Linked DNA regions of Bos taurus: region 2 is linked to region 1. The links are chromatin contacts, called in public Hi-C maps. All regions are on one chromosome and are shown on one strand. Each heading gives the region's core, a stretch centred on a gene start, on an enhancer-like site or on the middle of the called end of the contact. The rest is flanking DNA. Distances are from core to core; before and after follow the strand shown.

Region 1 (2,747 bases), core at 141-2,640:
TGTCACAACCATGACCTAGAAGACCATCTCCAGATGTAAATGGATGGCTCCCAACTTCTCTCGAGCTCCAGATGGTTCTTTTCACTTGTCAGTTCAGTTCAGTTGTCGCTCGCTCGTGTCCGACTCTTTGCGACCTCATGGACCGCAGCATGCCAGGCAAGTTATACTAAATGTCCAGCAAAGATCTCAAACATGTCCAAAGCACACACAAGCCTGTCAGCCCCACCGTCACCCTTTTACAAATTCAACACCTCTGCCCCACCCAATGAATGCCCATTCCCACTCCTGGCATCACCCATTCCACTCTGCCTGGGGCCTGTGCACAATTCCTCCCTCTTTCTCACATCCAGTGGACTTCACCATTTAGAAATACCAAATTGTTTCTAAAATCTAGTTCTTGCCATCTGTACCGTCACTCACTTAATTTACATTTTCCAATCTCTCCTCTTGCTTTGACTGCCCCCAATGCTTCCTCCTGTATCAGATCCCAACACAGAGATCAACAGAAGCAAGTTGAGATTTTTTTTTTACATTGAGAACAGTTGTTTGTTTGTTTATTTTTGGCTGCGCTGGGTCTTTGCTAATGTGTGAGAAATTTCTCTAGTTGCAGTGTGCGGGCTTCTCATCGCGGTGGCTCTAACTAAGAGCGCTTCTTTTCTTGCGGAGCACGAGCTCTAGGGCACCGGCTAAGCAGCTGTGGCCCACGGGCTTAGCTGCTCCTAGGCGTGTGGAAATTTCCTGGACCAGCGATCAAACCTGTGTCCCCTGAATTGACAGGTGGATTCTTAACCACTGGGCCACCAGGGAAGCCCTGGCAAGTTGAGGTTTTAAAACTGCTTTCTATGGGATAAAATTCAGATTCCTTAGAACACAAAATCCAACCAACCCTTCTTCCCCTCTCCTCCAGGCAGCCTACTCGAACATCTCACCATTTCTCATACTCCCCCCACCCCCAAGTCCTCGCCTCTCTTCAAGCCACTTCCTCTGCCTAGCAATAGAATGTATGAGAACAGTAGCTAACACTGACTCCAGGTACTGCTATTACCTCCCATTTCACAAGTGAAAAAGCTGAGGCACACAGATATTACTTGCCCAACAGTGGGTTGACCTAACCATACATCAGTCCTGACTTCAGAACCTCAGTTCTTAGCCTTCCTCAAGCAACTCCTAACTTCCCTTAAAGACTCAGTTCAAGGACTTCACTGGTAGTCCAGAGGCTAAGACTCGGCACTCCCAATGCAGGGGACCCGGATCTGATTCCTGGTCAGGGAACTAAAGCTCACATGCTGTAACTAAGAGTACAAGTTCCGCAACAAAGATCGAAGAGTCTGCATGCTGCAACTAAGACCCAGCACAGCTAAATAAATATTAAAAAAAAATAAACACCAATGATGACTCAGGTCAAATGCTTCCTCTTTGGTGGAATCTTCCCTAAGCGCCCTAGGCTCTGCCTCCAACCTCCAGGATCTCTTGGCATCATGCCTGTTTTTATTACAGGCAGGCTCATATTACTGGTTGTGTTCCAAAAAGAAAAACCAGGTCTTTATCTTTATACTATTCCCATCAACCTACAGTGCCTGATGAACAAATACTTAGGTAGTAATTTTTTTCAAGTACACAGGACGCAGAGTATACCCTGCTCACCCGTCTACCAGCACAATACTGCTTCTAAACACCCTACCTACACTGCTAACCCCAAACTCTCCCCTCTTCCTCTGTTGGCCAGAGGACTCTGATGAGGAGAAGTCAAAGCCCTCATGGGGACGGCCACTCCCACAGCCAGCTGATAGCATTATCACAGCAGGGCAGACCAGTGAGCCGCTGGCCATGCGCCCCTTGATTACAGGAGTAAAGTGCATTGGAAAAGCACTTTCTCTCGCTGAAGATGGACAGAGGGGACATTTGATGTGTGGCTGCCAGATTTAATGTCTCTGTCGTTTAAGATGTGAGAGTGGGAGGGTGGACATAAAAATAATATGTAGTATGACAGAAAATCAGCTATGGACATTATTTACAAGTCAACAAGAGCCAACAGACTGGCAGAAATGTACATAATATTATTTAGTTTCGTGATCTAATGGCCTCTTTCACAAAATCACCAAGACTATACAGCTGACCCTTGAACAACCAGTGTTTGTACTGTGCGTGTGCACTAACACGTGGATTTTTTTTCAAGAGTAAACACTTGACAGTTGAATCCGTAGATGCAGGACTGCGGATACGAAGGGCTGACTGTAAATTCACATGCGGGTTTTCAACCAGAGGGGACTGTCGTCCCTAACCCCAGCATTGTTCAAGGGTCAGCTGTATACCTCATTAAATTAGATCAACTTTGGAACAGGCTCTGAATAGAACAGAATGTTCTAAATTCTACAACTAGAATAGAATCTTCTAGATTCTACAACTGCTTAGCACCTAATGGACTTGGCTTTTTTTTCTTCTTATGTTAAAGTAGAATGGTCATCTGGTTACAGTATATTCAGAGGGAGTAATTTTTTTTTTAAGTGTGAGTTCCTGTGACACAGTAACCATCATCAGTCAATAAATAAGAATGAAGGAAGGCAGTCTCAGAACTTGTATTTCTATGAGTGAGGCTAATAAAACCAGCGAGCACATAGTTAATTGTAATACATGCTAAGAGATGGTCTATAATTAGGGTGGTTCCCTAACGCTGAACTCCTGTATCTGTGCTGATCTGCATTCCCCATGTAATAGTCTTCATAAAGCTACATTCAACTTAGTAAAAT
Region 2 (2,747 bases), core at 85-2,584, 62 kb before region 1:
TCTTCCATGTCAGACCCGTCTACAATCACCTTGTCCCAGATGTGAATGGGGTTGGGGGAGGCGCCGCTGTTGGAGGAGGCTCCCGGGCCCCAAGTGGAATTTGCATAATTTGAAGCAGCAGCACCTCCAAGGGTTGACTCTGAGAAAGAGATGGTGTCATTAATCACAGTGGCTCGTGCATCATCTCAACACCTCGAGCTCAAACTGCCCCAAAAGTGAGCTCGTCACTTCCCCACAAACTAGTTCTCTGCCCACTGCCTGCCTTGCTTAACCGTGTCATGCCTGTCTGAGAAGTCGCTTCTGTCTTGCCTGGCTGGTGTATTTGCTAACTCCAACCCCCAGGGCCTCTCAAAGCTACCCTCGTGCTACTTCCAGGGACAGAGAAGGAGCTTCCCGTATCTTGAGACAATGCAGTAAATAGCCTATCCTTGCTTTACAGCTACAACCCACTCTAAACACCCCTAGTATTAATAAAGCACACCTTTGATTATATCACTGCTCTATGGAGAACACTGGAGAGTTTCGTAGTGCGTAAGAATAAAGCTAAACTCTTGGGCCTGAGGTCTGACCTAGATGCTCCACAACCTGGGACCCACTGACTTTTCCATTTTCCTCTTTCCCTGCTTTCTCTGATGATGCCCACACTCTACAAACTGCACCTTCTCACCCCGGCTCCATTCCCCATGGGCCTCTATTGTTTTTCCTTGGGAATTCACACACTGAAATCTATCCATCTTTCTGGGCCCAGTTCAAGTGCCACCTCTATGAAGTTTTTTTGAGCTCGCCACCTGAAAACAGCCTCTCTCTGTCTGGAGCTGTTTTGCTCCGTGTATTGCATTTACCTCTTCCTTCCCTCACATGAATGCCCTCCAGGCAGAGACCTATCTTGCTAACGTTTGAATTCCATGTGGCAGCCAGGGCACTGCTGCTCAGTAAGCAGCTGCTGAATGATGAATGCCCACCCAGCTAGATGCCGGGGCAGACAAGCATGAATCAGTCTGTATGCCCAAGGAACTTGATAAAAAGAGTCTGGCTCAGAGCATATTTGATTGGTGCGGGAGGGAGGGGGAATGACCTGTTTTTAAGACCAATAATTTCCTCTAAACTTATTTCAGTTCTTTTTAACCAAACAGCTTTAAATCAATATGAAGTTCAAAAAAAAAAAAAGCACCATATAAAGGAAGGAAGCGGGGAATCTCAAACTCCTGAGATCAGGGGCCTCCTCGGTTTTAAGAATGTAAACAGAAGAGTGACTCATGCTGGACCCACGTCTACGTCCAGGCCTGGCGAGACTCAGCTGCTGAAGTGCCCGACACAAACACCCCCTCGCACTTCCCTTTGCAGCTGGTGACGAGGGGCCAGGAAGGAAGGGCCAGGAGGCCTTTCTCTGTCTGGGCTGGGCCTGTCCTGACGGCTACCAAAGGAAGCCTCATGAACAGGGCTTGTCTCTATATGAAGGCCTATGTCACTGCCAGCTTTCTCTCCATCTTTACTTTGCACATAAGCTGGTAAAAGAAAATTCTCTAGGCAATTGTATGTCCAAATTAGAACTAGAATAAAGCATCCTACCATTAACAACCACCAATTCATTGTCCTTGCCAATGCTTGATGGTCTTCAAGCTCTGAATTTTAATGTAGTCTCAAAAAAACATTTGTAAGAATAAGTGGAAATCTTTTGACAATTTTTTAAAAAATGGGGGATGATATTTGGAAGTTCTTAGCTGTTGGCTGTTAAGTATTCATCTATTAAAAAACTCTCAAAACTTCCAGCAGAGCCCTTCAGGTAAAGATTCCTTATACCTACATACAGTTTTTAACAGAGCTCAAAATCCAGGGCTCTCTATAAAGAAACATTGATCTTAGAAATCTGGTAAAAGGATGGCATTATGTGGAATTCCCCCTAAGTTCTCCATTATAATCTAAGAGACCATTCTCTCTCTGTTCCCAGAGCTCCAGGAACATAAACATGCACGTCTTGAGATTCAGAACCAGCCTCTGCACTAGTCTCATTTCTAGTCGCCCCAGTTCACACCTGAAGAGGCACCTGGAGCTATGGGGGCTTGAATTGTAATGCTCTCGTCTAAGAAGGGAAAAAAGGAGCCAAAGAATGTGGACAAAGAGCAGCAGGCCAAGAGCACACTCACCAGACCCTGAAATCCAGTTTCAGGAGAGAAATGCTGGTACACATCTCACACTGGGCTCCTCCTCCATCTTCTGAATAACCCCAAGAGTCTACAGGAATAGTCACCCACTCCAGTGTTCTTGCCTAGGGAATCCCATGGACAGAGGATCCTGACAGGTTACAGCCCATGGGGTCGCAAAGAGTCGGACATGACCCAGTGTCTAACACTAACTAAGTCTGCATAATCAACGCTTCTTGTGGGCAGTAGACAGGCAACACAGAGTGGCGCGCTGGCCCCCTGCAGCCGTCCCGGGCCCCCTCGCCCCGTCCGCCTGCCGAGGCGCACTCACCTGGCGCGGTCCCACCCTCGCTCTGCAGCAGCGCTCCTGTCACTTGTGCGTTGTTGGGGTTTGCTCCGGGCGCCGTGGAGGGAGGAGGCCCTGCCCCGCCCCCGAGGAGCATGCAGGACGGTGGAGGGGGCTGCCCACGTTTTAGTAACACTTTGTGGTCCTGCTGGCAACGGAATCGCGGCGGCACCTCCCGAGGCATGTAGCGGGCGGCGCTTGGCGGTTGTCCGTTCGGCACTGCCACCCTTTTGGCATTGTTGCCACCATTGACTGGTGGC

Evidence for each region. A called contact is a pair of places that touch in the nucleus more often than the background predicts.
Region 2: a Hi-C map of liver shows a contact between it and region 1, with 2.6 times the contacts expected there. The contact joins two enhancer-like sites. A contact is called at or near these places in 2 of 11 Hi-C or Micro-C datasets (liver and skeletal muscle).

The regions. Positions count from the first base shown.
Region 1 is chr5:111,540,889-111,543,635 of ARS-UCD2.0, reverse strand. The region is part of intron 1 of TNRC6B (trinucleotide repeat containing adaptor 6B); the gene reads right to left. Among named protein-coding and RNA genes, the nearest start is that of TNRC6B, 14 kb to the right of the region's middle. Within about 2 kb of position 1,390, at least 24 of the 102 cell types and tissues checked have an H3K27ac peak or open chromatin away from gene starts, as enhancers often do. A contact at or near this core is called in liver, where this site is marked.
Region 2 is chr5:111,603,333-111,606,079 of ARS-UCD2.0, reverse strand. TNRC6B (trinucleotide repeat containing adaptor 6B) reads right to left here. Exons shown (of 23, transcript NM_001192655.2): 4 at 2,473-2,747; 5 at 1-139. Among named protein-coding and RNA genes, the nearest start is that of ADSL, 71 kb to the left of the region's middle. Within about 2 kb of position 1,334, at least 42 of the 102 cell types and tissues checked have an H3K27ac peak or open chromatin away from gene starts, as enhancers often do. A contact at or near this core is called in liver, where this site is marked.